Linked DNA regions of Mus musculus: regions 2, 3, 4, 5 and 6 are each linked to region 1. A link is a contact called in public Micro-C and promoter capture Hi-C data. All regions are on one chromosome and are shown on one strand. The core of a region is the stretch at or near the end of the contact, and the rest is flanking DNA. Distances in the headings are between cores, read along the strand shown.

What was found. Promoter capture Hi-C pulls out the DNA fragments that hold promoters and counts their contacts. Hi-C and Micro-C count contacts between places; a contact is called where the count stands out from the background.
Region 2: a promoter capture Hi-C map of pre-B cells shows a contact between it and region 1. The contact joins the promoter of Churc1 here to the promoter of Syne2 in region 1. A contact is called at or near these places in 3 of 39 promoter capture datasets (the 3T3-L1 cell line, hippocampal neurons and pre-B cells), 2 of 115 datasets of contacts at active chromatin or transcription factors (bone marrow-derived macrophages and embryonic stem cells) and 1 of 9 other capture datasets (liver).
Region 3: a contact with region 1 is called in a promoter capture Hi-C map of pre-B cells, with 3 times the contacts expected there. The contact joins the promoter of Sptb here to the promoter of Syne2 in region 1. A contact is called at or near these places in 1 of 39 promoter capture datasets (pre-B cells) and 1 of 115 datasets of contacts at active chromatin or transcription factors (pancreatic cancer cells).
Region 4: a promoter capture Hi-C map of pre-B cells shows a contact between it and region 1, with 3 times the contacts expected there. The contact joins the promoter of Plekhg3 here to the promoter of Syne2 in region 1. A contact is called at or near these places in 1 of 39 promoter capture datasets (pre-B cells), 2 of 484 Hi-C or Micro-C datasets (both in embryonic stem cells), 2 of 115 datasets of contacts at active chromatin or transcription factors (embryonic stem cells and pancreatic cancer cells) and 1 of 9 other capture datasets (adipose tissue).
Region 5: a Micro-C map of embryonic stem cells shows a contact between it and region 1, with 5 times the contacts expected there. The contact joins the promoter of 4930426I24Rik here to the promoter of Syne2 in region 1. A contact is called at or near these places in 2 of 39 promoter capture datasets (cranial neural crest and pre-B cells), 3 of 484 Hi-C or Micro-C datasets (embryonic stem cells and uterus), 2 of 115 datasets of contacts at active chromatin or transcription factors (microglia and pro-B cells) and 1 of 9 other capture datasets (adipose tissue).
Region 6: a contact with region 1 is called in a Micro-C map of embryonic stem cells, with 6 times the contacts expected there. The contact joins the promoter of Zbtb25 here to the promoter of Syne2 in region 1. A contact is called at or near these places in 3 of 39 promoter capture datasets (liver, pre-B cells and stem cell-derived epiblast-like cells), 3 of 484 Hi-C or Micro-C datasets (Sertoli cells and embryonic stem cells) and 10 of 115 datasets of contacts at active chromatin or transcription factors (astrocytes, cardiomyocytes, embryonic stem cells and 6 more).

Annotation. Positions count from the first base shown.
Region 1 is chr12:75,816,174-75,821,407 of GRCm38.p6, reverse strand. It overlaps Syne2 (spectrin repeat containing, nuclear envelope 2), which reads right to left and starts at 3,090. Exons shown (of 116, transcript NM_001005510.2): 1 at 2,930-3,090. Gm40447 (collagen alpha-1(II) chain-like) reads left to right here and starts at 1,780. Exons shown (of 7, transcript XM_011244246.1): 1 at 1,780-1,911; 2 at 2,057-3,499. The coding sequence starts at 1,780. The coding sequence ends at 3,325.
Region 2 is chr12:76,763,548-76,768,781 of GRCm38.p6, reverse strand. Churc1 (churchill domain containing 1) reads right to left here and starts at 3,244. Exons shown (of 4, transcript NM_206534.2): 1 at 3,144-3,244. The coding sequence starts at 3,182.
Region 3 is chr12:76,707,931-76,713,164 of GRCm38.p6, reverse strand. Sptb (spectrin beta, erythrocytic) reads left to right here and starts at 2,618. Exons shown (of 36, transcript NM_013675.3): 1 at 2,618-3,230.
Region 4 is chr12:76,530,441-76,535,674 of GRCm38.p6, reverse strand. It overlaps Plekhg3 (pleckstrin homology domain containing, family G (with RhoGef domain) member 3), which reads right to left and starts at 2,115. Exons shown (of 19, transcript NM_153804.4): 1 at 1,857-2,115. It overlaps Mir5135 (microRNA 5135), which reads left to right and starts at 2,463; the gene lies at 2,463-2,541.
Region 5 is chr12:76,400,925-76,406,158 of GRCm38.p6, reverse strand. 4930426I24Rik (RIKEN cDNA 4930426I24 gene) reads left to right here and starts at 2,165. Exons shown (of 4, transcript NR_166810.1): 1 at 2,165-3,002; 2 at 3,264-3,364. Hspa2 (heat shock protein 2) reads right to left here and starts at 1,983. Exons shown (of 2, transcript NM_001002012.1): 1 at 1,870-1,983; 2 at 1-1,630. The coding sequence starts at 1,625.
Region 6 is chr12:76,367,039-76,372,272 of GRCm38.p6, reverse strand. It overlaps Zbtb25 (zinc finger and BTB domain containing 25), which reads left to right and starts at 2,713. Exons shown (of 3, transcript NM_028356.2): 1 at 2,713-2,833. It overlaps Zbtb1 (zinc finger and BTB domain containing 1), which reads right to left and starts at 1,753. Exons shown (of 2, transcript NM_178744.3): 1 at 1,543-1,753.

The sequences.
Region 1 (5,234 bases), core at 1,841-4,340:
TGGGGGGGGGGGGGGTGAGGGCAATGTGTTAGTACGAGACAACAAATTATAAATTAGTGAGGGATGCATTATACATTAGGCAGCCATAGGTGCAATGGAGACAAAACTTATGAAGGAAGAATGGGAGTTGCTAGGGTGTGATTTTTTAAACCTGGGAGTCACTGAGACAATCGCATTGAGCTATGGATGGAGGCTACAATGAGGATAGCAGTGAAGGGACCACATCTCAGGCAGAGCAAAGACCCTTAGCAGCAAGAAAGCTGCTGTACCTAAGACACTTGGGCAAGGCGAGGAGAGAGCAGATGTGACATGGGATGGGTAAAAGGATGAAGGACCAGAAACCGGAAGGGGTGTGGCTCCAGGAGCCCCCCGCAGGTCTGTGCCCACCAGAGGGACCCAGAAGGGCAGTTAGAGGGTTCAGAACAGGAGTATGAGGTTATGTACTTTACGCTTCAAACACCATGATTAAACTGGACACAGTGGAGCACACTGGGAGATCCCAAACAAGTTCAAAGCCAGCCTGCGGCCACTTGACAAATCCTGGTCTCAAAATGAAATAGAAAGGGGCTGGGGTATATCTCACTGGGAGAACGTAAATGAAGTCACGAGTTTAATCCTTAGTAGATAAGCAAATAAAGTACAAAGCGAGCTGTTAGTTTGATAATGTATTTTATTTTCCACCTACTTTCTCCAGTATATAAAGGAAGTGACCCCAGCTGCCTTGTCCACTCTAGAGTCCCCACACCTAGCACTCTATAGTCTCCCCAATGCCCTCACCTCTAGCACAATGCAACCTGCATACTCAATAAATACTTACGGATGAGCAAGATAACCACAGGCTATACGTACATTCACAATAAGCACCTCACGAATGACCACTTGTATTATTTGGGTCTCCCAGTGTCCAGCCCAGTGGTTGGCACATTGCAAGAGCCTATTGGCAGATATGAATGTTTGTGAAATTACTGGAAATCGCTACTTAGACACATGATGAGTCACAGCCAATAAATGATAAGTAGCTTTTCGTCCCTGGCAGTTGCTAGAATGGGACCTATTCTGCTTTGAATCCTCCAGTAAACTTTCACTGGTGCTACTGAGGGCACACAAGACTCAACCCCCTGTGACTCAGCCCTGTAAACACAGGCAGTATCCAGCAACACCATTAGCCCGAGTCCATTGAAACGCTAATAACATTTCTAAGTGGGTAAACTTACTCTTTTTTTTTAAAGAGAGAGACTCTTACTGTATCAGATAAGTTGATCCAAAGTGGTTTAATTTGGGATTTTTAAACATTCAAATAGAAGCTGTTAAATCATGAACTGGTGGCTGAAAGTTGTAATTCCAGCACCTGGGCTGGAATAAGGAGCTCAAAGCCAGGTTCAATTATGTAACAAATTCAAGGCTATCCTTGATTACCAGAGACCCTGTATCCAAACAAAACCAAATGGAAGAAGCTTTTTAACTCAACTAGGTAGGCAAAGACCAAAACCCTTCCAAGGTTTACTCATTTTTATCTTCGCCAGCGTCTTCACTAATAAAACTTTATGTGTATTACACCTGTTCCCACCACCCCGAGTGTGTGTGTGTGGGGGGGGGGGTGTTGCAGAGGAGGAGGCAGCTGACAGGCAGGACAGAGGCCACACAGTAGCCACCGCAGGGAAAGCCTTTGGAAGTCTTGAGAATTTTCCAGAAAGAAAACTGGAGCCCCAGTCATGCGTTGAAGCGTGTAAACACGTCAAAAATCCTAGGCCATAAAAACCGAATGCTCCTTCTCCCATGATGGCGTTTACTGGAACGGGAGCTGCGAGGAGGCCAGGTCTGCTTAACTGTGCCCCCACCCGAACATTCGAGCTCAGCCACAGAATTACCTCCAGCAAGAGCTTTGGGGGATGGAAACTTTTAGGGAAGCAGGTGGAGTTGCTTCAAATAAAACTTTTCAAACATTTGTTAAGTCCCACGGTTACTGAGAGCCTCCCCGGTTTGCCTCGAGCTACTACATGGTGCCTGTGCACAACCGCGCCTGCTGCCACTCCGTCCCGACGCTCCCTTCCACTAGGGGAGGGGAAAACAACTTTCGGAAATAAGGCGCGTCCACAAAGGCAAGTGTTACACTGGACTTCTCCACCTCCATCTCAGGCAGCGGCTCCTGTGGCCAGCAGCCCTGGATGCAATCCACGGGCCCCCTCCCACACTGGGCATCTTTTCAGACCTCAAGAGAGAGACCGTAAGGAGGACCAGGTGCTACCGTCAGACCCTAAAGGCAATTGTACAGACAACAAAGACCGCAAGCGATCAAAATGGAATTATAATCCCCGCGGTCCCAGCGCCCCCTCTCCGCCCGCCGAGACTCAGGGCCGCCGCGCCCGCCTCTTCTCTTCCAACGCAAGGGTCCCGCGTCCTGTCCACAGTGTGCGCCCCGGCTGCAGGTTCTCCGGTCCCCGGGGCTAGCCTCCCGCCGCCCGTGGTTTTGCAATCTCTGCGCCGCGGCTTCAGTGTTCTAACACCCGGTTCGAAATCTTTCCCGCCCAGGCGTGACGCGAGGAATGCAAACAATCAGCCGAGCGCGCCCGCCTGGACCGGGATAGGGGGACAGTGGGGAGTCCCGGGGCCGAGCTGGGTGCACCCGCGGGCCGGGCCCGGAGGTGACACAAAGAAGCCCGGGACACCAACGCCAATCGCTGGCGCTCGCCGCGATCCCCAGGGTGCCCCGCCCGCCGCTAAGTTTACAGCGCCCCGCGCGCCCCGCTGTCCCCTCCCGGGTGAAGTTTCCCACGGCCCAGCTGGGAGCCGGGCATCCAGAGACTCCCGTGGGCCCCCCGGGCTCCCCGCTGGGCTCTGGGGACTCCGCAGGGCTCGTGCCCGCCTCTTCCCCGCCCTCCCGCTCTCGCAGGGCGCTTTAGGGCGCGGAGCCCCCCGCGGCTGCGCTCACCGTTGTCTGCCCGGCCGGGAGGCGAGGGCCGGAGTTCGACCCGACCTACTCCGCGCCCCCCTCGCCTCGCTGCCTCGATGGCGCCCCTCGATCGCTCTCCCGCTCGCTCTTCCGTGCGGCCGAAGGCTTGCGGCGCAGCCGAGCGCGCTCCGCTCTGGACTGGAGGCTACAGACCACGCCCCGCGCCCTCCCGGCCCGCCCAGTCCCGCGCTCGCCGCCGCCCGGAGCAGCGCACTGGGGGCGGAGCCGCCTCCCTGCGGCCACCGCAACTTTCCCTCCGCCTTACAGACCCTTGCAGGTGGCGGGAGTGAGGAACTAACTCCGAACGCAGGTTCACGAGCCTCCGCCTCCGTGCCTACCCGCAGCTGGAGACAAAGGGGAGGCCGACTCTCCTAGAACACTTTTCAGGCGGGTTTCACTTCTTCACGGTGGGTGGATGCCTAGATCTACAAATCAGCGAGCCGACCGCGATCCGGTCCTTGAACCCAGGTGGAGCCTTAGAGAAACATGGACTTTTCATCGGCTTCTTAAGAGTGTCAGGAAGCCCAGACCTCGACCTCACCTACGGAGGTAAGATAAGGAGGTGCTTATTTAACAATGCAGATAAGTGACACCCCCCACCCTATTTCCCTGTCCCCCCCCCCCCCGCCCCGCGCGTGCCAGCCTGCAGGATGGGCTGAGGAGAGCCGCCTCAAACAACGACATTCAGGAGAAAGTGGGTCCCTGGGAATCTGTCCTGTAGGTGTCAGTTGGATTTTCCAGCAAATTACTCAATCCTGTGAACTCAGGATGACATCACCTGACTCCCACTCGCGTTTCGAGTCGCTGTTATAGTATTAAGACTCTTGAAGTCAGACACCAACGCATCACTTCACTGTTAAATCACAAAGAGGCAGTGGCCTGAGTTTCTATCGCAATCAAATTTAACTTCATGCAAGTCCCGCCTCATGCATATTGTGTAGCTGCAGAATCTTATCTGGATTGCTTAGTGCGCTACTGATGGCCCAAATTAAATGGTAAGGGTCGAAGATTAAAAGTTTGACGACAGTGGGTTCAGCTAATCCATGTTTCCGGGAAACGTAGGTTTTAATTCTATCCACACTCTCCTCTCTGCGAGTATTGAGGTGACACAAGTAAACTGTGAAAATACATGCTTTATTGTCTTTTTTCGCCGTACTATATCTGCATGGCATTTCTTGTATTCTAGGTTCACTCTGACCTTCCAAGTTCTTAGACTATTTGCTATGCATCCCGTAATGGCTTGGTGGGCGGAGCTCGAGGTGTGGTTCAGTGGGTAGCCTGCTTGCCTAGCTTTGATCCTCAGCACTTCATATAAACATGAAGTGATGGTGCCCACTTGTAATCCAACACTCAGGAGGTGGGGACAGGAGGATTGGGAAATCAAGGCTTGCCTCAGCCACATAGCAAGTCTGAGACCACGATGGGGTACAAAAGACTTTCTCAAAAAATATTTTTTCAAATATATATATTTCAAAATAAATATATAGAATTATATTATTTATCACATATTATATATGAATTATATGCTGTAGAATATATATATGTATTTATAGTTTGCAGCGTGATCTGCTTGTCAGAGTCCTAACAGTTGGAGCAGGAGCTGACTCTGACTCTTTTGCCTGCTTTTGGGACACTTTTTCTCCTACTGGGTTGTCTCATTCAGCCTTAATACAAGTGGAGGTGCCTAGTCTTATTGCAACTTGATATGCCATGTTTGGTTGGTATCCAAGGAAACCCTGACCTTTTTTAAGAGAAACACAGAGGAATAGTTACAGGCAGAGGGGAGATGGGGGAGGGACTGGGAGGAGAAGGGAGGAGGGGAGGGGAAATTGCAGTCAGGAATATATATATATATATATATATATATATATATATATATATATATATATTACATATACATATATACACATATATGCATATATGTGTCTCTCTATATATGGATACAACAATGTTCCATAAAACAAGAAGAGTCTTTCCTTTTTAATCACAGAGTCACTTTCTCTGAAATCACAGAGCCAGTGTCTAGAAGACTTCGGGGTTTGGCTTCAGGATTTATAGAACCACCTACAAAGCATAGCCTCTAATTGCTCTCTGGTCATTCTGTATTTGTTGCTTTCTTCACAGCAAATGTTACAGATCATCATGGCAGCCATGTCAGGAGAAACTGTGAGAAATAATTTCCTGATTACTGCTCCTTTCTAGGCATCCATGCTCTGCGCCCCTAGAGTGAGAGGATGGCTGGCCCAAATCCTGCTACAGCAGTCGAGAGCCTGGAATGTAATGT
Region 2 (5,234 bases), core at 1,995-4,494, 950 kb before region 1:
TAATCTGTACTAGCATTTTCCCCGGAATAAAGTTATCTTGCTACTTCTGGGGGCAGGGGAAGAAAAGAATGAACCGACTGTCTTTTTTAAAGATAAAAAACCGTGTAGATGTCTTTGTCTGTGTCTAAGTAATGAGTGCAGTGCCTGTGGAGGCCAGAGGAGAGCACTGGATCTCCTGAGCCAGAGCTAAAGGCTGCTGTGAGCCGCCGGAGTGGTGGGAACGAACTTGGAGTCTCTGCTGCAGTATTAAATGCTCTTGACTTCTAAGCTATCTCTCTAGCCCCTAACAACTCTGTTAATAACCTCCACAGGAAACTTTCCCTCATGGTGCCCAGTGTGCAATGGCCATCATTAAGACTCATTAAAAACCCCTTTCTAGATTAAAAAAAAAGGGGGGGTATGGGGGGGGCTTTTGGGATTCGGGATAGCATTTGAAATGTAAATGAAGAAAATACCTAATTAAAAAAAAGAGTATGAGGGTTGGTGAGATGGCTCAGTGGGTAAGAGCACCCGACTGCTCTTCTAAAGGTCTGGAGTTCACATCCCAGCAACCACATGGTGGCTCACAACCATCCGTTAACGAGATCTGACTCCCTCTTCTGGAGTGTCTGAAGATAGCTACAGTGTACTTACATATAATAAATAAATAAATTTTAAAAAAGAGTATGAACTAAAACAATATAGAAAAATAATAAAAGCAGAAACATAACAATAATTATAAGCAAACAGCAGAACCACCAGTTATGTAAAAAAACAAAAAACAAAAAAAAAACAAACAAAAAACCCCCACTTCTTATATTCCAGAAGCCTCTCTCCGACTTTTTGTTGTTGAGAGATTTACAGTTATTTCATGTATATCAATGCCTGCCTAGTACTCATGGAGACCAGACAGTTGGATCCCCAGAACTGGAGTTATAGACAGTTGCTAGCTGCCATGCCAGGAACTGAATCCAGGTCCTTTGCAAAAGCACCAATCACCGAGCAATCTCTCTGGCCCCTTATATAACCACTCTCGATCATACTCTGTCTAGCAGCCATCAACACAATGTCTTTAGAGTAACTTCTTGTTTTACCAACCAGGAAAGTCTTACTGTAATTTAGTCTGCTTCATTTAAAGCTGCACTTCATGTGTTCTTTCGCCAATACTGTCAGACTAAAGTCAGGCTGCTGTATCTGATTCTAGTGCTCCCATTGCTGTAATTCTGGGTTCTTTAACGTCTGCACTACTGACACTGGGGCATACAGACCTTCGGTTAGATGGCTGTCCTGTGCACTGCAGTATAATACTCGGTCTCTACCCACTAGATGCCAAGGAGCGCCTTCACTGTGACAATCAAGTGTCTCTAGATATTGCCAAACCGCTTCCACTTGAGAGCTGATACTCTAAATCTAATTCACACTCACAACCCTACTCTTTATATGAGTACACTGAAGCTGTCTTCAGACACACCAGAAGAGGGCATCAGATTCCATTACAGATGGTTGTGAGCCACCATGTGGTTGCTGGGAATTGAACTCAGGACTTTCAGAAGAGCAGTCAGTGCTCTTAACCGCTGAACCATCTCTCCAGCCCACAACCCTACTCTTAAGACATTTCCTTTTACGAACACGAGTTTTGCTCTGGCCTACGACAAATAATGATCTTACAAGCATTCTTATACACGTTGCCAGGAGATGAGAGCACGTGCATTTTTCCGGGATAAGCACTTCTGTGTCATTCCAGGGGACATTTAAATTTGATAATGAATGGTAATGACTTTATAAACCAAAGTGGTTGTACCATAATGAAAATTCCTCTAACATAACAATCTCAAAAGACTTACATATAACTCAAAAAAGAAGTTTTCTTTTTGTGGGGTTTTTGTTGTTTTTTCAAGACAGGGTTTCTCAGTGTAGCTCTAGCTGTCCTCAAACTAGCTCTATAGACCAGGCTGGCCTTGAACTTGGAGATCTGCTTGCCTCTGTCTCCCCAGTGCTGGGATTAGAGGTGTGTGCCCATCACTCACAAACTATTAAGAGAAAGAACTATGAGGATGTTTTCCCTCCCAGCCAACTCAAGGGTCCTTCATCTTGCTATTGTCCTGCAGATCCTTCCTCCTCTAAATCATCGTCCAAACCCACCTTATGTGGAAGGAGAACACCGCAGCCCCATTCCTGCTCAATCTTCCTTTTCACTACGTTTAAACAGCAGCCTGTCAATCCTATGCCCCCAAATTGCAAGCCCAGAAGCAGCCCCAGAGCCTTGGCAGTCACTCCTTCACAGAGCAGCCAAGCACTCTCTACACACATCAACGTGCAGTAGTGATTCCCTGAAAGAACAGTAAGAGCCAAGCCTCAAAACCTCCTAAGCCCGAGAGGCGCAAAGGCTTAAAATAAGAGCAGGGGGTATAGTTCTGTTGGCAGAGTGCTTGCCTGGTAGGGACACATGCTGGGGTCAGGCCTCAGTGCTAAGAAGGGAAGGGGAAAGGGAAGGCGCAAGGAAAAGAGAACGGGACGAGGCGGAGAGGGAGATCACAATCTAGTCTCGGCTCTCATACTTGGGCAGGTGATAGGTCCTCTCTGGGGACCAGTTCTGCCATCTTCAAACGTGGGTTAGAACCAGAGGCTGGAAGTGTAGCTCAGTCGGTGGCAAGCTTGCCTCCGCACCAAGCTCTCACTTCCATCCCTAACATTTTCTAAATTGAGCCCAGTGGCGCGCGCTTGTAATGCCAGCGTTCAAGAGGTATGTGGAAGGAGGATCAAAGTCAAACAAAATCCTCCTCGGGTACATAGAGAGTTCGAAACCAGCCTGGGCTACACAAAACCTGTCTCAAAAAAGGTGGATTTTAAAATGACCTCATACGTTCATTCAGCGACAGAATGAGGTAAAAAGAATTCCATCAAGTCGAGCTGGAGGATGAAGCCGGGATCGCGTCAGGGCCTCAGAGGCTGCTGTCAATTTGGGTGGGTAGGTAATTTTGAGGGTTCCCCGTTGTCCCCAGCAACAGAACCGGAAGGACCGCTGACGTCAGCCACCAGAGGGAACCTGCGGCCGGTACTCAGGGTCACTGGGGTGACAGGACTGCAGAGTGGGCCCCTGGCCTGTCTAGGAATATCGGTCGAACACCGAGCCTGCGAGAGGCTCTTCGCGCCCACTTGCTCACCCGATTGGGGTACTCCTTCTCCACACAGTCCCCACACATCGTCACGCAGTTTTCGGAGAACGACCCCAGCGACACCCGGAAGGCGAAACCTCGCGAGAGTTGAGATATCGATTTTGTCGCACACGATCTAAGGACTCCACAGCTGGCTAAAAGTCTCCGCCCATAGCAACGGTTGTTAGGCGGTCTCCGGGTAAGGAGGGTGCACCGAGGACTGGACTCAAAAATCTTCAGGTATTGAAAAGATCTGAGGACTCAAAGAAGTGTCGAAAAGAGGAAGAGGCTTTGAGCCTGAAAGAACTTCTAATAGGCGCCTTCTTGAATTCTGATTAAAAAAGAATTACAGAAGTACAGCAAAAAGGGGAATTGTTTCTTCTTGCCTCCATTTTTACCAGACTCAAAAAACCTGAAATGACAGTTTAAATACCATTTTGTGCTATAATAACAGATAAGAGATCAGACTTCAGAGAAGGAGTAAGCTGGTGTTTGGGAAGAGAAGCTTAGAGCGCTGTCGAGAACCTACTAAATTATTTAAATTAGATTCTTATCATACGCCTTGTACAAAAATCAATTCAAAAATGGATCAAAACCCATTATCTAAAACAGGAAACACTGAAACTTCCAGAAGAAAACATAGGGGATAGTTGTCAAGATATTGGGTTGGAGGGGCTGGAGAGATGGCTTAGCCATTAGGAACACTGAATGCTCTTCCAGAGGACCCAATTTCACTTCCCAGAACTCACATGGCAGCTCACAACTGTCTGTAACTCCAAGATCTGACACCCTAACACAAACACACATGCAGGCAATGTGCATAAAATAAAAGTAAATTTTTTAAAAAAGACACTGCTTTGGACAAGAACTTTTTAATTAGCACAGGAACACTAACACTAACAGAAACTAACCCTTAGTATCAACGGACTACACGAAAAGTTTCTATTCAGCAAAGGACACAATTAGCAGAAAAAAACAGTCCTCAGCATGGGAAACATCTTTACCAGCCATATTTCAAACAAGAGGCAAATATCCAGAATTTATAAGAATTGCAGAAACTAAATACCAAGGAAACAAAACTGCCAGTCAATAAATGGGCAAATGAATTGAATAGACACTTTTCAAAATTAAAAAAAAAAACAAAACATGGCCAATAAGTGTTCATTGTCCTCAAACATCAGGGAAGTGCAAATTAAAATTATTTTTTAGATACCCTCTCACCCCTGTCGGAATGGCTCTCATCAATAAATCTGATGACAAATGCTGGGAAGGATGTGGAGAGAAAGGAACTGTTAGTCACTGTTGGTGGGAGTGCAAATTAAAATACAGACATTGTAGAATCAGTTTGGTGACTACTCAAAAAGTTAAAACTAGAATCACCATATGAACCTGTTATTCTATTCCTGGGCATTTACCCAGAACACATAGGAATATTTACACCCCTGTGTTTATTCCTGATTTATTTACTCTACCAAGAATTAAGATCAACCTAGTTGTCTGTCAACAGATAAAAGTAAAATGAAAAATCTCTCTATATAAAAAATGGAGCTGGGCAGTGGTGCACATGACATTAGTACCAACACTCGGGAGGCAGAGGCTGGCCAAACTCTGTGCAGTTTAGGCCAACCTGGTCTATAGATAGAGTTCCAGGACAACCAGGGCTACACAGGAAAAAAAATACTATTCAGTTCTAAAGAAAAAAAATGAAATCACAAAATTTGTAGGAAAATGAGTGGACTTATAATATTAAGTAAGGTAATACACCCTCAGGAAGGAAAAAAAAGCTGTTCTCCATGATACCCAGAATGTAGTTGTTAGCATTCTAAGCTCCACCCCATAGTTACCTGGCAACAGCCAGGTGTGCCTGACTCACTATAAAAGGGGCTGCTTGCCCACCTCTTCACTCTCTTGCTCCTGTCTTCCTGCCCCTGCTCTGTCTTCTCGACCATTCTTCCCCTCTCTCTCCACATGCTCATGGCTGGTCTCTACCCCTCTACTTCTCTACTCTTTCTTTCTCTGCCTTTCTCTGCCTCTACTACCCTCTTGACTCCCCTCCCCATGCCCTGAATAAACTCTATTCTATACTATATGGTCCTGTGG
Region 3 (5,234 bases), core at 1,369-3,868, 890 kb before region 1:
ATAGTACGTGCTAGTATCATGAATTCTTGATTCCTTCATTATTGCCACTAAGGACTTGAATTAGTCAGGGTTAGCTTTGCATTTGCTTTTGAGTATCTTTCTAATATATATGTTCATGTTTAATTCAAAGTGGTTTACTTAAATAGCTTTGGCTTTGTGGTTCAATAAAAATAGCATATTTGGGCAGCACAAATTAATCTTAAAGGGTTGGGGGAAGGCATAAAAGCATAAAATTGGGGGAGGGAGGTTAAAGAAAAGGGAGTGGTTCTGAGAAGAGCTGGGGGAGTGAATATGATGCAGACATGTAAGGAATTCTCAAAGAACTGTGTGTGTGTGTGTGTGTGAGAGAGAGAGAGAGAGAGAGAGAGAGACTATGAAGGAGAAGGAGACTAGCAGACATCCCCCTATAGTTAGACGACTCTAGTGTCCTTACTTACATCCACCCCCTTAGCCTCACCTATTGATTTCAGCTAGAGCTGGGCACTCAGTCTCTGAAGGCTTCCTCCCAAACCTTGGCTCACAGCATCTACTAAAGTCTTAAGCTCTCCCTTCGGGTCCCAGAACTCTTCCAAAGCTGCAGATTAACTAGGGAAGCTTACAGGGAACCTTGGAAATCCAGGTTGTCAAGATGGGCAGGGACAGTCCTTTGACCAATGAAGATGAAGGTCCATCTTTATCTCCTGTAGAGAATTCTCAACGATACTTTATAGATACTGTACAGTTTTCTAAGAAGGCCCCTGAAGACGCTCTGTCTCAACAATGACCTTGATAGTGAACCTTTCTATCAGTGTCCCCCCTCCCTCCCCCACACTGTCCCGAATTTCTCATTCCTGTGCTTGTGCAATGCCCTTTCTCTCTGCACTTCTAAACTTCCTCTCTCACTGGGCTCTGATTTATCATGTCACTGTAACTCTATTAGCTGGGAAGCATTTGGGGATGTTGTCAGGATAACAGGATCTGCAGCAAATGAGGTTGTATTGAATTATTTATCGTTCAGCTAAAGTCGAGATAGCCACAGCAGAAGAGCTGGTTTGTAAAATCTTGGACTAATCTGTCTGTTGCTTTGGAGCGTTTGTCGTCGTCATATTCATTTTTTTCTTGTGGTTGAAAATTATAAATTTGAACGCTCCAAAGGAAAATATGTGTGCAACCATTCAGTTCAGAGCCTCAAGCCTATAGCTAAGAATTATCTGTTTCCTCTAATATATAATTACGTAGCTGCAAAGCTGCAATTCTGGGATTCATGAATTTATTTAATAAGTTTATTCACACACGGTTTAAAACACATAAATACATAATTCCAACCCTCCCTTTTTCTTTCAAAAATAGATCAAGGATTTCTACTTGTGATATCTAAGTCTCAGCTTTTGAAGTTGGCCTGTTTTTTGTTTTTGCCAGGAATTAGTTCCTAAAAAGATGATTTTGAACTCAACAACAAGCAAAGCAAATGGTTTGGGGTGGTGCTGGAGGATATTGGGGAGTCCCAGGGCCTTTGGAGTGCTAAATGTGTGCTTTGCTTAAGATCTACAGCTCTTGCTCACTACAGAGAATTGCTAGATGGTCTGAGTGGGGGAAGGAGGTGGGAGGTCGCTGTTAACCTCTAGGATAGCCCAGGCCGGTGTGTCATTTTCCTTGTAATACTGATGCCATTTGGGAAATTAGTATGTAATAAGAACTCAGGCAAAAGGGGAGGGAAGAGTTCTATGGCTTTTTAATACCTGTGGATTTTGTCCCAATTAGCATTTTTACTGTCCAAATACCTACTCTCAAAAGAAGTGTGACGGCAGCAGGCAGTGAAATATCTTTTGCGTACCTTTAATACCCAATACTAAGCTTGAACATCTGGCAACTCAACACACTTTGCTCATGAATCCTAGAAAACAGCGTAATTATACACTCAAGCAAACAAGTCAAGAGAAAGGCTGTTTCCTGTTAAGAATTCCGGGGAGCATCAAAGTTAAAGCTCCCTTCTGCATCTATGCTCTTTTTAATCGCCACTGGTGTCTCCATTACACTTGCGATTACCCGGGTTGATAGTCTGTGAGAGACCATCCCAGGCACAGCGTATGGAGGGCCGCCCCTCCCCCCCCCCCATAAAAATAAAACAAGGAAAGGTACAGCAAGGCACGCAACCAACATTACAGAGCGATGACCTTGTATTGTTAAAAAGTCAAGGAAATAGCCTGCCTTGCAAGCCGCCCGTGTTCGTCCGTGTGTCACCCTCCCTAGTCGCAGATGTACTTGACACCCTTGGTTCTAGCATCTCCTCTGGCCTGCTGTACACCACCCTACCAAAGCTTGCAGTGAGAAAGCAGGGTCTTGCCCGGAGACCCGGGCTCACAGGATGGTGCAGGTGGGCTGGTATGCTGGCTTGCCTGTTGATTATGGACCCTGCAATATGCAACTGTAGGCTGAGCGCCACCAACCAGCACAGCCGGGTTCTCCGGGACAGTACCTTGCTTACAAGCAGGAGCCGCGGCCTCCAGCCCGCAGGCTGGGGGCGGGGGCCTCGGCCCAGTGCCCACCCCCTGTGCTCCCAGCGTCTGCTCCTACTACCAGCCGGTTGTAGCCGGCCGGGAGCGCGCTTTCTAACGTAACCCGCCCGCGGGAACAATCTGTCCCTTCCAGCCTATCTCCGGAGGGGCATTACAGCCGGGGCGCCCTCCTCACCCACCCTATGGCCTAAACGGGTCTTTAGATGTTTTTTCAAAACCAGATCGTAGTCTGCAGGGACGCTAGGCGGGAAAGGCTGGGAGGACTCCTTTTCGCCGCCAGCTTGCGGCTCCGGGCACACAAATTAGGCCGGAGCAGCAGAGTCGAGTCCTCTTCCCGTGGCAAGGGGCTCTGTGTGTGCGGGATCAGGGGAGGTGAGAGAGGACCCTGGCGTCCCAGGTCCCAGCGGCGGCGGCGCTAGCGGCTAGGCAGGTGCCCCCGGGCGCGCAGTCTGATTGGCAGGTGCAGGAGTGGGTGGGGAAGGCGGGCCTGGCGCTGCGGGAGGCTGCAGCCCCGCCTCCCCGCCCCCGCCGCGGGACTATCTGGTCCCGGCAGCAGCGATGTCCCCCGGCAGGAATGTCCCTCCTCAGATAATGTTATTTATATCTCTGGGCGGGTCCGCGGCTCCGCTGCACCAGGCGCCCGGCGGCCACTGTGCCAGGAGCCCCGTGCTGCCCTCCTCCCCCTGCGCCGCCGCCCCCGGGCTCGGGGTAGCCGCCGCTTCAGCCCCAGCGCAGGTGAGTCCCCGAGGGCCGCGCGACGGGAGGGAGCTGGGTGCCCCGGAGCCAGCGCCGGGGAGTGCGGGGCCCAGGGGGCGGGTGACGCGACAGCCCGGTGGGGGCCTGGCCCCGGGTGCCTAGCACGGGGCGGGAGGGGTGAGGAGCCCAGGAGGCCCTGGCGGCTGCGGCAGTCGTCACCCCGGGACGCGGGAACCCGCGTGGGTTTCGCAGGCGCTGGGCGAGCAGGGCGCTAGCTTTGGGAAGCCAGCTAGTAGAGTGTCGCCGTGGGGCACGGGGAGTGGGTTTGGGGGGTTTGTGCTCTTGGCCGCCTCCCCCAGGACCCTCGCCTGGGAGCAAAGTTGGGGGGGGGGGCTGCCTGTCGTCGGTCTAAGGACTGTCCGCGTCTGTGCCTCCTGCTGCCTGGTTTCTCAAACCCCCGGGCGTGTCGGATCCTCTTCTGGAACTTGGCTAGCGCGCTCCAGGGCTGCCCAGTGCCAAGGCTGGGAGGACAGTTCAGGGCAGCAGAGGGGGCCGGGCCTCAGGATGTCAGGCAGGACGTGCAGAGTGGCCCAGTGTAGACTGAGAAGGGAGAGATCAAGTGTCCCAGGACTATACTTCAAGGACCCCCACCTTTTCCCTTTGAGTTCCTTATCTCCAAGCTACTGCCCACTCTACGGTTACCCTTCGTGCCAGTTCCAGCAACTTGGCCCCGGAGAAATAGCAGAAAATGGAAGAAACAAGAGCTCTAACACAATCCTCAAGTCCCACCAACTTACCCAGACTTCCCAAAGGGGAAATAGCTACGAGGCTTGAGTACAGTTTCCGTGACAACAAGCCTTAGGTAGGGCCTTGATTTATAGTCTATTAATATCCAAACCACTGTTTTCAGTGAGCAATTAGAGGTGCTACAGTTAATAACACCCTTAACTCACTGAAGGGATATGGAAAGAAGCCATTGTTTTAGATGCATCCGGCAGGGTGGGATGGGATTATATAGTGATGGTCTCTTTTTTACTAAGAACTTCAGTGGGGAGAGGATACGGCTGTCACCTCCACGCTAGGAGGCAGCCACACAAAACCCCTGCCTGTGCAATGGATGTATATAGTTCAGTTTCCAAGGGAGGTGATTCAGATAGCTCCTGAATGAGAGGAGCCTTCAGGGAAGAAAAAAAAATCGAGGCACATTTAAGCTGTTCTCTTAGGCTATCCTTAGCGTCACGGATCGCTCAGAATTTTAATCTAGAATTCTCTTTTCACTGCTCTATGACTACGACCCAGGGTAGTCATCTCCTATTCCAGGATCAGACTTCATATGCTTTTCCAATGAGCCCTGATTTCCAGAATGTTATGGGAAACTCTTACAAGTGTAGACTGTTTGTTCACTATGTACTGAATGCCCAGCACCCACAGAGGCTTGGGGACTAGCTAACAAAAGGAACAGTAAACTTAGAACAGAGAAGAGCCCACCAATCTCCAGATGAGGCCAATCGTTTATACAAAGTGTTATCACATTCCAGTGTTGAGTAAAGCACAGTTGAAAGGAGAGGGACCCTTTTGCTGGTGCACCTCCCTTTATCAGTGGCCCAGTGGTAGTGGCTGGGGATGAGCCAGTCCAGTTAATCTTGAGTTCTCTGAAGACATAGAGTCCACTCAAGGAATTGAAAGCACCCAAAAACTCCCAGGCATTCAGGCTGGGCCTTGCTGCGCAGGCATGTTGAGTTCTCCCCAGTGACTTGCCCAGGGGAGAGCTGGGATACCGCTTTTTGCTCTGGTCATTGCTTTGTGTAGGTGTTCTGAAGGTGTCCGGTGGAACCAACACACCTGTTGGATTGTTCGCTTGGGGCTGAAGGCGTAATAGGGGGCTGACTCCCACCTGCCATCACGCTTGACAAAATGAATGTGGCTATTTTATGGAAACTAGGTGTGAGCGAAAGCTTTGAACTAATGTCAGTGTCTGTCACAATTTTGGAAAATAGTAGGTTTTTGATGAATAAAAAGAATAATAGCTTTCATTTAGTCTAT
Region 4 (5,234 bases), core at 866-3,365, 720 kb before region 1:
GAGTGGGGTGGGAATAGCAAGCCCTACATCTGGGACCAGCACCTTCCTCCCTTCCCTCCGGGTCTGGCCATCGCTCAGGCCGTGGCCTTTGGCCTGTTCTAAGCATAAACACGGTGACCCTGAGATAGCAGCGGGTTTGGTAAAGTCAATATTTACTCTGGGACTATGATATTACAAGCCAGAGAGAGTGTAAACTGCCACAATTGGCTCCTGGTGTCCACCATCTCCTGTGTCACACATGGGGTATAACCAGCAAACATGTAAGGGCTCCTTGTAGCCACTACACAGCTATTTTTTTTTTTTGATAGGAGTTTATGGACTACTTCTCATACACCCTTCTCCCCTTTATTGTTACCACATCCCCTATAAAGAAAAAAGGCTGCTCTGTATGGAAACTGAGTCAGAAAAGATAAGTGAGTGAGGAGAGGGTGAGATCTGGCTTCAGGCCAATCATGTAAGAAAAAAAGCCTCAGACCCGATCAGTCTCTGATGTGACGCAATACAGCCAGCATTAAACCTCTAGCAAAAATCCTGTCGGACTCTCAGCCCAGTGGTCTTCCCACTCTCCTAGTCGGGCCACCTCTGATAAAAAGTCAATAGAAAAGCCCCAAGGCCACTCTAAAACAGACTACCACCCTTATCAGCCCAGACTAAGTGAAGGGGTGAAAGCGGATTTCCAGCACCAGCGGGAAAGTCCAGAGAGTGCGGCCAGCAGAGGCAAGCAGGCATTTAGTAGTCTGTCTACATGAGAGATGGGGTCTGTGAGCCATCCAGTGAGCCCAGAACCATAAGGAATAACAGCAGCGCCACAGTTGGCTTTCTGGTATTTAGTCCCTAGGTTTTATGCTGAGCATCTATAACACAAGATTCCAGTTTAGCAGAGGGACTGGGGAAGGCCAGGCACAGCAGGGAACATCGCCTCTCCCTCTCAGGCTGTCATTTTACTCCACACTAATTATTTCTGAAGGGTTCATTGTGACTGGAATGCACTCTTGAACAAGCACAGTTTGGAAGACTGGGAACCCTAAGACTAGGGTTCTCTGTAAGGTGCTCTAGTACTGATCGGTTGCTGGGAGGGTTAACAATCTTAACAGCCCTTAATCTACCAAGAGTTTAGCGACTCTAGACGATATACTCTCACCCAACTTTTAGCACCACCTCGCAGCGCCGCTTTCTCCACCCTCCAACCATCATGCGGCTTGTTCCGGTTTTTTTTTCCCCCCTTTGTTTTCAAAAGTAGCCGCAGAATAAATCGTTACCACCAAAGGAGCATCTTGAACGACTGAAGCTTGAAGCTTCCCAAATCAAAGGTCTGAGAGAAGGGTGTGAATAACCAAACCAGTTGAAGGGAGTGAAGGAGAGGCTGTTAGGGGCAGCATCAAGGGGCTCTAGATTTGCAGCTCCTGGACACTTGGCTTCTGACACCCACTCTAATCCTCCTGGACATGCAGCTGAGATTCCCAGAAGCACGGTGTGGCACCAACCCAGAACAGACTGAGTGCCTGCGCACTCCTGGGCTGGCGGGACCAGAGGCGAGTCCTTCTAGAAGAGCCCACAGTCTCAGGCAAGCACTAGCCCACGGGCGTCAGGGCACACAAGGAAGGGGTGGCGGGAATGTCGAGAGCTGCCCGGATTTCAAACTCTGCAAAGCCTATGCTGCTTTGGTTTCCGGGGTGGGGATAAAAAGTGACTCCCCTTACGACCTTCCCGCGACCCAACCTCCTCCGAGTGTGTCCGAGGCAGCTCGGGGCCAGGTCCTCATCCCACAGAGGGCTAGCCTGGGGTCTCCGCAGAGCGCTGCCACTCAGCCAATCGAGCATGGGCAAAGAGAGAAAGGCAAACCTAGGGACACTCACCAAGCGGTGGCCGCCCCGCCGGCTCGCGACGCGCCAGGCGCGCGGGGCTGCCCAGGTGGCGCCGCGAAGCGGGCTCGAGTTTGAAAGTCGCTCTCGGAAGCGGCAGAGGCCGCCGGCCGCTCCCGCCCACGGCTGGCCGCCCCGCGGTCCCAGCCTCTGCTCGCTGCGAGCACCAGACGCCGGGGGACCCCCGAAATGCGCACGGTTCCCCAGCACCGGGCAGGAAGTTGCGGCCGGAGTCCAGGCTGCGGCGGGAGGGAGGGAGGGAGAGAGAGAGGGAGAGGGAGGGAGCCAGGGAGGGGCGGACCAGGAATGTTTCCAGTGGGTGGAGACTGCGCTCGCGGCTGCGATCCAGCAATTGGCGGCTCTGGGGGGCCCGGGGGAACCTTCGCGGCGGTGCGAGCGAGCTGTGGCTCCCGCTGTAGACAGCGGCCGCCGTGGCTAATGATTAACGCGCGTGGCCCGCCGTGTGGGTCCCGCTGGCCGCCTCCCCTTGCCACCTGGAACTCTGGGATCCCAAGGCGCACGTGGTGGGGTTACTCTAGTGCCACCGCCCTGATATCACGCCGAGAGGGCAACGAAAGCCTCCAGACCAGGTTCCGACCAGAGAGGACTCGGAGCCCAGCCACCTAGACTTTCCCAGGAGAAGCGCAGGTCTAGGTGGCAAGGGCGTCCTGGTCCTACTGGAGCAGGTCACCACGACCGCTGAGTCAGAAAGGCACGTCTCGAATTCCTCGCCGAAACTAGGTTTCGGTGGCTCTTTACAGTTGTAAAATCTTACCTTCTGAGGAGAAAGAGATAAGAAGCGCATAACTTGGGGCGGGGCGGGGCGCGGCGCTCAGTGGGACTGTTAATGAGAAAAACTGATCGAGGAACCTGAATGTCAGTGGACCCCATTTTGAGTGCGATCTATCAACAAAAGGCATGTACCGGGAAATTAGGGGATGGGAAAATTGGGGGATGATTAGCACAAGCACATAGAATACAAACCAGTTAGATTTTGAGCAAGAACATAAATCTTTTGTGTGGTTTTTGTTTTTGAAGCAGGATTTCAATTATCTGAGACTGGCAGAGGGTAATCTTGAGAGTAATGGTTCTCCACCCTCTATCTCCGGAGTGCTGGGATTACTGGTGTGCACCACCACGCCCTAATTATTGTTTTTATTTTATTTTTTGATTTGAAACAGGCCCACACTTTGTAGCCCAAGCTAGCCCAGAACTCTTGAGTGATCCCCCAGAGTGCTAGAATTATAGGTGTGCGCTACTACACCTCACTAAGAATAAATCTTTCATTGGTAAAGATCTTAGGGGAGGTAGCATTAGATGCTGTCCCCAGTACGCACCATGAAGAGGGGTAGGAGATGGGAGCCCAGTGTGAGATCACAGAAGAAGTAGGACTCCTGCGTTAAACGATGGCACCAGGTTCTTGGAACAGGAATGGAGAATCGACCCCAGTAACTCAGCATTTAGACCGCCAAGTGTAGACAAGTGAAAATCCTAAATAGCTTATAAAATCCCCTCCTCCACCACTGCCCTCAAAAAAAAAAAAAAAAAAAGCTGCCCCAGGGAAAAGCAAGCACCTAGTGATTTACGGGGAGGGGCGGGGCAGAGAGAGAGGAAATGGCTTTCAGGTGACTTTGAAACGGGATCCCTGGGAAGAGTAAAGATTAAAGTAGTCCTTGCTCCTGACTGCGGGAGGGCCAGAAAGTAAGGCTCACGTTACTTAGTCCACAGGTTAGGCTTGAAGAGCGGCAGACTAGAGGACAGCACTGGTGAGAAACAAGATTACCCGGGAACGGGGGAGAGAGATAAAACTACGGGGTGGGATGGGAAAGGGAGAAGCCCCACTCCTTCCCACCTCGAACTTTCTGGGTTTCTGGTTTCTTCTCTAATCTGTTAAATCTTACCAGTCCTTTCCTACTAATCTTAAACTCCCAACTTCCAAAGACGTCCCCCAGCCCCAATCCAGAGATTTAAAACTTTTGAATGTATGACTGGCTCCTTAGCTAGAAAAGAAAAATAAAATGTTGATGATAGTAATGGTTAGGGAATGGTGCTACCAAGTGCACTGCACTTTATAATCACTAAGGCAGGAATACACTTACTCCCATTTTGCAGGAAGAATACTGAGGCTCTAAGGATGGAGCAGTCTGGCCAAGATCAATTGCATCAAGGGGCGTAGTCTGAGGGGGCGACACTGGAGTGCTTACTGTGTTAACCTTTGAGCATTTTACAAGAACAATTGCGGTTACAGGAGAAACTGAGGCTTGGTCATACTGCTAGTGGGTGGTAGAGCTGGGAGTTTCTACCCACAGGGAAAACTGCATTTAGCCAGCCAGCTCTTTCTCCACTTCCTTCTAGACACTTGTTAGTCCATTCTGAACTTGATTCTAAAGCCTCGAGTTGTTTCTAATTGCTTTAATTTATATGCCCATTTCCTGAAAAGATTGTAATCTTACTATGCAGAACTTGTAAGAAGCATTCAATAAGGCCATGCTGGAGCCAGATGAAACAAGCAAGATTTTATAAAAAATCAGTTTCCTACCTCCAAGCCTCCAAGAGTCAGTGTCAGGACCAGGGTCTCAAGCCGAGCCGCAGCCCCCTTCTCAGCGTTGAGCCTTTCTGCCTTCCCACCAGCTCTTGCTTCAGCGAGCGGCCTCGCCCTGCTATTAAATCATTTATTATTATAATAACACCTTGAGTCTCAGTAATGCCTTTAATCTGAGGTCTCAGGGTGTCTAACAAATACAAATTAATTCATCATCTCAGCCCCTCCACTTGGAAGGGAGAATGGAGGTGTTCTCCCTAGTTTATGGATGAGAAAACCAAACAACCAGAGTCAAGATGACTCACAGGGAACCAATGCAGTTTCTCATCCCTTGCCTCTGACCGCCTGCTACCAAGCCTCGCATGAAAGCTTCAAATCCCAGACGCCAAGGCCATTGAGTTTTCACAATTGTCATTTCTGCTGCTCCACTGTGAACATCAGGAAAGGGAGGGATGTAAACACAGGCAAGAGATCCCCTGGGGCTGTGATCCCGGGCTGTGAGGAGGGGCCATGGCTTGCTGCTGCTGACAGAACTTCATCCCCAAACATGGAAGAAATCCTTCTCAAAGGTGACCCTACTACACTCAGAAATCTGTGCTTTCAGGGTTGCAAGTTGCGTTTTAGCAGAGCCTAGCGTGGACAGGGCTCTGAGTTTGAAGCCCAGCACCACAGAAAACAAGAAAAAGTGTGTCACATACAACAAAAGGGGGGAAAAAGATGATAAACTTCACAGTATCAAACTTTTCTGTATTAGAAGAGTGAAGGTCTAGGGGTTGCAAGCCCGGTGGCAGATTGCTTCAGTTACATGTATGAGGTTCTGTGACTAGGAC
Region 5 (5,234 bases), core at 916-3,415, 590 kb before region 1:
TTGGCTGCCACGCGATCGCGATTTGCTTCATCTTCCGATTTGTACCGCTCCGCCTCCTGCACCATCCGGTCAATGTCGTCTTTGCTCAGCCGACCCTTGTCGTTGGTTATGGTGATTTTATTTTCTTTACCGGTGCTCTTGTCGGCAGCAGTGACGTTAAGGATGCCGTTGGCATCGATGTCAAAGGTGACCTCGATCTGGGGGACCCCACGGGGTGCTGGGGGGATCCCAGTCAGGTCGAACTTGCCCAAGAGGTTATTGTCCTTGGTCATGGCCCGTTCGCCCTCGTACACTTGCACCAGCACGCTGCTCTGGTTGTCTGAGTAGGTAGTGAAGGTCTGCGTCTGCTTGGTGGGGATCGTGGTGTTTCTCTTGATGAGTGGGGTCATGACACCGCCAGCTGTTTCGATGCCGAGCGACAATGGAGTCACGTCGAGTAACAGCAGATCCTGCACATTTTCCGACTTGTCGCCGATGAGGATAGCCGCCTGCACAGCGGCGCCGTAGGCCACCGCCTCGTCGGGATTAATGCTCTTGTTCAGCTCCTTGCCGTTGAAGAAATCTTGCAGGAGCTTCTGGATCTTAGGGATGCGGGTTGAGCCGCCCACCAGCACTATCTCCTGGATCTGGCCCTTGTCTAGCTTGGCATCGCGCAGCGCCTTTTCCACCGGCTCCAGGGTCCCTCGGAAGAGATCGGCGTTGAGCTCCTCGAAGCGGGCGCGGGTGATGGACGTGTAGAAATCCACGCCCTCGTAGAGCGAGTCGATCTCTATGCTGGCCTGCGTGGACGAGCTCAGGGTGCGCTTAGCGCGCTCGCAGGCGGTGCGCAGCCGGCGCACAGCGCGCTTGTTGGGCCCAATGTCCTTCTTGTGTTTGCGCTTGAACTCCTCCGCCAGGTGGCTGACCATACGGTTGTCGAAGTCTTCGCCACCCAGGTGGGTATCGCCGGCCGTGGACTTCACCTCAAAGATGCCATCCTCGATGGTCAGGATGGACACATCGAAGGTGCCCCCGCCCAGGTCAAAGATGAGCACGTTCTTCTCGCCGCCCGCACAGCCCTTCTTATCCAGGCCGTAGGCGATGGCCGCTGCTGTGGGCTCATTGATGATGCGCAACACGTTGAGGCCGGTGATGGTGCCCGCATCCTTGGTGGCCTGGCGCTGCGAGTCGTTGAAATAGGCAGGAACAGTGATGACTGCGCTCTGCACCTTGCCCCCCAGGTAGGCTTCGGCGATCTCCTTCATCTTAGTGAGGACCATGGAAGAAATCTCCTCAGGGAAGAAGGTCTTCATCTCCCCTTTATATTCCACCTGCACTTTGGGCTTCCCACCTTCGCTCACCACTCGGAACGGCCAGTGCTTCATATCGGACTGCACTGTGGCGTCCTCGAACTTCCGTCCGATCAGCCGCTTGGCGTCGAAGATGGTGTTTGTGGGGTTCATGGCCACTTGGTTCTTGGCGGCGTCGCCGATGAGACGCTCGGTGTCAGTGAAGGCCACGTAGCTGGGGGTGGTGCGGTTACCCTGGTCGTTGGCGATGATCTCCACCTTGCCATGTTGGAATACCCCCACGCACGAGTAAGTGGTGCCCAGGTCGATGCCGATAGCCGGGCCGCGGGCAGACATCCTGACTGAAAAAACAGGCAAAGCAACGTTAGGACGAAAGCGTCAGGAGAGGCAAGCGCAAGCCGGGACCTGAGCCAACGGTCGCTTCTCACAACTCTCCACGAGCGCGACTAGCGTCTCCCGGAGACCTCTACGGGGCTTCTGGTTCTTATAGTCCCCTCCTCCCTGCCTGCTGGAAACTCTCAGAGCCAATCGGTCCCCGGGCCCGCCCGCTCCAACCCGTCCGGCGCTCCCACAGGCTTGCCTGGTCGGAGTGACCAGCCGGTGGTCCAACTGATATCTAGTTGGGTGAGGCGCTTGACGCCAGCCTTGGGCAGGGAGACCAAGGGGCGGCCGTTATGCAAATGAAGCCCCGCCCAGTGCCTCCAGCCGCTTTGGGGGCGTTAAGCTCGCGCCAGGGGAGCCAGTGTGAAAGCCCCCTTTCCCGTTCTCTTTGCCTTTTCTAAAGCGTGATTCGCTAACATCTTTCAGATTGGCGGGGCAGATGCCCAATGAGCAGCGCAGAATCCGAAGCGTGTGGCAGGGAGGCGCGGGGCGGGGCGCGCGGAGGCAGCACGGAAGGGGCGCTGGCCTCCGAAAGGGTTTCTGTACCGTTCGGTGTCGGGTGCCGCCACTGACTCGGCTCCCGGGGCCCGAATTCCTTCTAGGGCGGTTGCATCGAATACAGAACGGCTGGGATCGGTTCTCGCCTTCCCTGCCCCTGCTGTTCCTGTAGCGGGGACTGGGGCTGGGTGAGGGGCGGTTCCAGGGCGGGGACTGCGAAGTTGGGCGGGTACGAGTCAGTACCCCTCCCCCTTCCCAGCGCGTCTCAGAAAGTGCGCGACCGGGGAAGGATGCGGGGTGCTTACCCGGGAGGCGGGTGGCTTCCCGCGCAGCGCGAGCGGCTACGGCTCGCGAGCCGCCTCCGCCCAACTTTCTCCCTCGGCTTTCCTAGTTTATTTTCTTTCAGGCGCCCTAATGGGCGGTTTTGACTTCTTGGTGGCACTGCGTAATAAGCCAGTGTCACCCCTCTGACTCCCGTCCCCGCACGCGTGATCTTGTTAAGGAATTAGTCCTTTTGCGCGGAGTTCGGTTGAATGAGAAGAATAGGTTGGCAGCACAGACTTGTGAGAGGAAGTAGATGAAAAAGAGTCTTTGGCACTTGTTTAGCCGGAATCTGAGAATAATTTTGGAAAGTATTCTCTGGAACAAGGGGGTGGGCAGAAGCTGGCTCCTGTAAAAGGACTCCCTACAGGAAAACGGAGACCTGTAATGTAGAACGACCGCCTCGCCTTACGGATGGGAAGCTGAGGACAGTCGTCGCTGTAAAACTTTGACAGGTGCCCAATATGAGATGAAAAGAACAAGGGAAACGGGCCTAAGTCGTGTGATAAGGGGGTAAGCCAGTCCGGTGACAACAGAGGGCAGGGAGGGGCACACAGAGCCTGAGGGGAAAACATCAAAGCATCCCTGAGGAGGTGACATGCCTAACTCCTGCAAAGGAGAGTAAGAAAAGCATTCTTTATCGAGGTTGAGGTGGTGGAATGTGGGCGACGAGGAGGGCAGAAGAGTTCAGAATTGAAGATTAGAATCTGGATATGTTAAGCAACTTTTTGTGCTTTGGGGTGTTTGTTAGTTTGTTTGTTTTTGTCTTCGAAGCTCCAGGAAAGAAGCACCCCTCTGAAACTGGCCAGTAAGTCGTGTGAGACAGTGATGGAGAAGACAGTATGAGAAACATGAAAGTTTTCGTTGTCTAAAAGGTAATGTTGACAGAATTCAATAAAAAACTTTAAAAGAGCTTTTGATTAAAAAAAAAATTATCTGTGTGTGTGTATGCAATGTGGTGCAGAGGCCAGAATTAGAGACCCTAGAGCTAGAGTGACATTTGGTCCTGAGCCACCTGACACAGATGCTGGGAACTGAACCCAGGTCCTTTGGTGAAGCAGTAAGTGTGCTTACCCTCGGAGCCATCTCTCCAGCTCAGAGTTCTACAAAACTTAATCGGGAAAGTTTTAAAGATTCTTTCTATTCCTATATGTAATTTACAGTTTCAAAACCACGTTTGCCATTGGCAACTGCAGTTCTCTATTTTCCATGAAAGAAACTGAAGAAAAACTTGAAATAGGAAAGGATTAAAGAAAATATCAGACCATATGTGATAGTCTGTGCTTATATACCCAGCTCTGGGGAAATTCAGCGAAGAGGAAGAGAGGGGATGGAGCTGAAGGGATGGCTCAGCTAGGAAGGGGACTAACTACTCTTGCAGGGTCCTGGGTTCTGTTCCCAACATGCATATGGCGGTTCACAACCACCATTAACTCCAGTTCTAGGGAATGTCACCACTCTCTGACGTCCTTGGGCTTTTGTATTCAAGTGCACATAAACTCATAAAGGCACGCACATACATACATACATACATAAGTAAAAAAATAAATAAACCTCAGGCAAGCAGATGGTACACATCCATGTAGACAAAACACCTTTATTATATTATTGTTATTATTATAATATTTTTAAATGAATCTTTAAATATGGAAGGTAGCGGGCTGGAGAGATGTCTCAGCAGTTAAGAAGCTAGCAGCTTGCTCTTATAGAGGGCCTGGGTTCAGTTCTCAGCATCCTAAGATGAGGACTAACAAACATTTGTACCTCCAGTTCAATAGGATCCAACGCCCTCTTCTGGCCTCCAAGGGCACTGCACATGACTCAGGCACTCTCCTTACAATTTAAACAAAACAAGACTGAGAGCTGCCAGGCCCAAAACCGGTTCATACAGAGACCCTTAGAGCTTCATTTCTGAAGTAACTATGTCCTATTGATGAAGCCATTGCAGACAAAACTTGTAATCTTCCACCACATGCATCTTTAACAGTTCACTGAGATGACAGCAGCAGCTATACCTGTGTTTTTAGCTGCATTTTTCTGCTTGCACTTTTCACCTGGTAAAATTACATTTTCACGCTGTACACGGTATCTTGAGCCTTCCCCCAAAAGATACAGTAATAGCACCTTTATGTGACACTTCTTCAGTCACAGAATGTTAGCACATACTGATCTTATATTGACATCTTTTACATTTCCTGTGTTTATGTATAATTATGTTTTAAAACAGGCTTTTTTTTTCTTCTTTTAGATAATTCAGAATTCATTTTAAAAGTTCGGGTGGGTGTGGTGGCATGTTCCTAATCTCAGGACCAGGAGGCAGGAAGATTACTGCATACTGAGTCCAGGTCAGAATGAGCTATAGATTGAAACAGGAAACCCAAAGTAAATTAAAAGTTAAAATCACAGTCCATTATACATTGTTAAATCCGCACTTTTTTTTTAAAACCAGATAATATTGTGTTATCAGTGGTGTAGCAAAAGAGGCAAACCCTTCCGAGACTGCCCATTACTGCAGTATTCCTGGATGATCATGGGGCAGTGTTTTTGTTTTTGCCTTGAAGAGGCCATTCCCTTTATCTGATGCTAACTTGTGTGGGGTTCTTCCTAAGGAGATAATAGAAAAAGCCTGTGCTATCATTTATGGTGGTAACAGTAAATTGGAAATGGCTTAAATATCTAACACAAAAAGCAGTTACATATATGCCATGGTGAATTGTGTGTCTGTATATGTGTGTGTATATATAT
Region 6 (5,234 bases), core at 1,464-3,963, 550 kb before region 1:
TTAAAATGAGTGCAAGTGGCTGGAACACAGCACTGTACCGCAGAACTTCTAAGCCTTAACCTTTGGAAAAGCACTGCACTGCACCTCGGCTGCGTTAGGTCCGTCTGTTTCTTTAAGAGGAAGAAACCCCATGCAGCTACCAATGCCACTCAGTATTACTGAGACTTTAGGGGATAGTGATTCAAAAGGGAAGTTTTACAGTTCTAGGCAACTGACCATCCATCCATCATTTGGGCTTCAGCCTCTTGTACCTTCATTCTTTCCATTTCTCCAGATCATATCCATTTGAGGTGACAAAATTCCAGAGAACCTATTTTATACCTTTTAAAAAACATGGTTGCTTTAAAACAGTCATAAGAACTACATCGATTTCCCCAGTCGACTTCAGGGTGCCTCAAACTTCGGCTCAAGAAATTCTAAGTGGTCTTGGAAAGCCTCAGAACAAGCCTATCACCCCAAAATTTAGGATTTCCTGAGGCAGGAGAATTATATCCAAGCGATCCTGGGCTACCTAGCCAGACCTTGTCTCAAAACGGGGTGGGGGTCGGGGGGAAATGCTTGGAACGCTTTGTGGATTCCAGTGTCAAAGGGGAAAATGTTGCCGCAGCGATTCATACTGTACGGAAATACAGTCTGACCAGTGGAGAATCTACATGTACCGTCACAGCGACATTCGATTTGGGAACATGATCACACACATACAAAACCCTATCCCCAGAAAACAAGGACTTTCATTAACCTGTTCTAGACCCGTCCGAGTTGGAAAATGTCTTGTCAAGCCCTCAGATCACGTGGACGAGTGGCTAAGGTGGAAAGGGAGCCTGGGAGCGGCGGCTGAGCCCAGATCCACGCCTGCACGCTTCAGCAGCAAGGACTCCAGATCGCCACCCAACTAGCTCACCGCCTCCACCAGAACTTCTACTTGTAAGCGCCCACCACTGGAGGCAAAAAGCACTTTCTTCTCGGGACTCGGGGGGCGGGGGGGAGGATCTCGTACACAGAAAACCCCCCAAACCCCCGAGACCTACCACTTTGGACCCGAACAAAAAGCGTGTGTGCTGAGGAGCGGGGGTGGGAAAGAGCGAAGCAGGAATCCGCGCGGCCCAGCCGCCTCCTCCCTCGGAGCGCGCCCAAGTCTGCGGCCTCCGGCTCCGGGACGCTCCCCTCCCACCGGCCGCCCAGCCGCAGCTGGAAGTTAGCGAAGCGCGCTCTGGGCCCGTCAATCAAGCGCGGCCTCCCGCCTCCACCTCCCCTCCCCCCACCCCCCCAGCACAAAATAAAATAAAGGGAAAAGAAGTAATTTGGGAAGTCGTCTGGAGAGGGGATTCGTCCGGAACCCGGAGAGGCCGCGCGCACCGGACTGACGGCCGGCCCCGAGCGAAGCCGCTCGGCAGACCCCCGCCACCGGCTCCTCGCCGCGCGCTTTCCACGCTCCGGCTCCCCGCACCGGTCGGCGCCGCCTCGGCCACGCACTCCGCCAGGCCCGTGGCCCAGCTTCGGCCAAAGTTGCGCAAATGGCCCCGACGACTGGCAGCTACTCACCGGGCGCGGTGGGACGCGCGGCTGCGGAGGTTTTATGGAGTTGAGGGCAGCGGAGCCGCTGGGAAGGCGGGCGGAGGCGAGGGGCTGCGGGCTGCAGTTGACGGCGCGCGGCGCTCGGCTGGGCTGCGCCGAGACACTCCGGGCTCTGCCAGGGACTGCGCTGCAACAAAGGACTTCCGCTGCCGCACAGCCGCGCCTGCCGCACCGCACTGAGCCGGCCCCGCTTACGCGGCGACTCCGGGTCTGCCCACCAGTTCGCGGCGGCGTCCGCCAGCCTTCCCCTCCCTCTCGCCCGCCCACCCACTCCGCCGCTGGCGGCTAGGGGCACCCGCGGTCGCCTGTTGGTTGCAACAAGTTTCTGCGTCGGGCCGGGGAGGCTGGCACTGCCCGCAGCGCGGGCGCCCGGGCGGCGGCGGCTGGAGCAGCACTGTCGCCCCTCTCCCCGGAGTCGGCTTGGCCCTCCTCCTGTTTGCACAGCTGGACGCCACTGGGATCCTCCCGACTCCCCCAGGGCTGGATGCCGATCGCCCTCTACCCAGATGTCAGACCCCTGTCCCGCAGGGCCCCGCAGTTGGACCCGCCCCCGCGCTCCACCCTGGACGCCTGGAGGGGGGGGTGACACTCTCGTCCCGTCCAGCCTAAAGCCTGTCCGCTCGGGGTCCTCCGTGCCCCCCGACTCCTCTTCGCGTGGGCCCGCCAGCCTCGGGCCTGAGTCACTTCCCCCGCCATGCCCCGCCCGGCCCGCCTCCCTCCCTGGCTCCCGCCGCATGTGGCTGCCTGCCCCGCGCCCTCGTCCCCCTCCCGCGCCAGACGCCGGTGCATCCTTGCCCGTCCCCACCCAGGGCCGAGGGGGCACCCGTGGTTTTTTTTTGTTTTTTGGGTTTTTTTTTTTTTTTTTTTTTTGCACACGCCGGGGAAAGTTCCCAGGTCACGCCAAGACGTGTGGGGAGCCAGTGACGCTCGAACTTGTCCCCACACTTCCGCCTCCAGTCACGACTGGGGACCGTGGCAGAGGCGCGCCCGGAGCGCGGGGCCGACCCCCGCCTTGGCCACTCGGGCGGGCAGGCAGGCGCGCGCGCACGCACGCACGCACGCAGGCAGGCACGCACACTAGCCGGGGTGCCGCTCGCTTCCCGGCAGTCCGGTCACGTGGGCCGGGCGCGGGAAGCCGCGCGAGAGCAGCCCGCCGGGTGCGTGAGCGGGCGCAGCCGCGTGGTGTGCGCCGCGCGGGAGCCCGCCCCTCCCGCACAGAGAAGCCCGCCCGCCAGTCCGCCGCCGCGGCGGAGTCTGGGTAAGCAACGCGGCCCTGCCCCTGTGGGCTGCTCCGGGCTCAGTCCCTCCCGCCGCGAGCCGCCCGGGCGGCGGCTGCAGCTGCACCCGTCGCGGGACAGATGCAAGTAGCCGGGGAGAGGGGTGCTGTTTTTGGTCCGTTGGAGATGTCAGTCAGGGCCCAAGGAGGACATTAGCAACGGCGAGCGAGTGCTGGGCGCGCGGAGCCGCCCCTGGCCGTGGGCCGCCGGGGCCTAACGCGGGCGGGATGGCGCGCGCGATTGCCGCACAGCCTTAGAGCCCATTCCCGCTGCGGGCCGGGCTCCGAGCGGGCGCAGAAGCCTCAATCCGTCTGTGTCAGCCGGGTCCTGGGCGGCCGCGTCAGGCCTCCAGGCTCTAGCAAGTGGGCGGGTGTCCAGATCGGGCTGCGCAGCCCTCACTCTCCCCTCCCCCATCCAGTTTGTGAGTACCTAGCATCTAGGGCAAGTAGCCCCCTACCCTAATAATTAATTTTTCTCTTAGCCCAGTGGTTTTTCATTTTGAATTCTGGCCCCCATCTTATATCATCGTCTCCCTAGCACTCATTTGGAGGAATCAAGCCGTTATCAGTTGCTTAGGTAACGCACTGCGCTGTACCTGGAACCTGATAGCAGCTAGTGTTGTGTGTTTTATAAATTAACTCCCATCTCCCTCTAAGGGATTAAAGTTGGCCTTCTTCCTCGAGGGACTCCAGCAAGTCCTTCAAAAGCTGCAGAGCTGTCGATTGACAGAATTGAAGTACATCTTAGAATCAGAGTTTTTCAGCTGAAAAGGACCTTAAATATCGAGTCCATCCCTCATTTCACAGCTAACACCCGGCCTAAGAAGCAGAGTGTTGCCCGATCAAAGTTTCTGCACCTTTCATAATTAGCCTCAGGACTGCAGTGCCAGTTTATCCTGCTTTGGACAGTGTATACTCCAGAAGTGATTAAAATTACATCAGGTTTACAGGACTTCTCAAGTTGATAGCCCAGGCTAGTGTAGAAGTAGCAATGGATCTTAGGTCGGGCTCTCACTCGCAGGAACTAAGAGTGTATGCCCCCTGGTCTGGCCACGTGTCTCGGCCTTAGGTTTAGGCATCATTCTTGAAGCAACCTAGATATAGGTACATAGCCACTGCCTGACTTGGGGGTGGGATGAGTAGGTGTGAAATAGTCAAGATGGCTGGGATTCAGTTAGGGAGCAATGAGACATCCTGGGTGGTCAGCAAGAAGACCCCCACCTACCCCACCACACACTAGACTGTCATGCCCAGTACTATAATAAGCTGTAAGGAGTTTCCAGTCAGGTTTAGTTTTGTGTGCTAACCTTTGCCGGCAGTTTTAATAACTGAATTCCCTAAAAGGGTAGTATTGTCTTGTTATAAATATGTTTTAAGTCGGCAGAAGTGAGTGAGCCAGAGAGGTATACCTGACTGTGGTGACAAGAGTAGTTGGCAAAGGAATGTGAGTCTCAATCACTTATCTTCCAAGCCTAGTCAGTGCTCTTTCGCATTACATCTTGCTCCCCAGGAAGGGGGTGAGAGAATCGCCTGTGGCTGATTTATTGGCGCCTGTGGTTGCTCAGAGAGGCCAGGCAGGACTTTCAGCTGCCCTCTATGCCTTACAAAGTGGAGCTATGTACTTCCACCCGATCTCCTGAGGGGAATGCAAAGGAGCCAGGCTGTCTAGCTGAGGAGGAGGGGCCTGAGCGGCTTGGCAGTAAAATCTCCTAGCACGCTGGGAAGTGCAGCATAGTGCCTAACCTACCGCTGACCCAAAGTGATTTATTCCCTGCAAGCTGCTGGTGGTATCTGACCAATTTGTCCATTTTTGAAGTAAGAGCTAGGAAAGAGTTGGCGAACTGTCAGAGTTCCTATAGAAAAGCAGTGCAGGTGCTCTTATTTTGATGAATTGTAAAGTAGCCCTACACCACTTCCTGTGCCCCCTTTCTGCTTGTTTATCCCACAGAGCAAGTGCATCTGAGTCCTTAGAGAAAGCCAAAAAGAAAATAGTTGATAGTAGTTACCTCTACCAGCGATGGAATTGGATCCTTTGATCTCCACTTCATGCCAGTTAGATTCCTCAGCCACTGCTTCTTCCTTTAGTCTGTCGAGATGGCTCATCAGTTGAGAGCGCTTACTGTGCATATAGACAACCCAGGTTTGGCTTCCAGCGCCCATGTGGCTCTTAACTTGAAATAACTCCAGTTCCTGGAAACGGATTCCTTCTGGTTTCCACAGGCTCCTGCGTACATATGGTATGCCTGAATTCATGCAAGTACACATAGAATATGTTTTGCCAGGCATAGTAGTGCACACCTTTTAGATCCCAGTACTTGGGAGACAGAGTTCAAGGCCAGTTTGGTCTACATAGTAAGTTCCAGGACAGCCAGAGCTACATAGT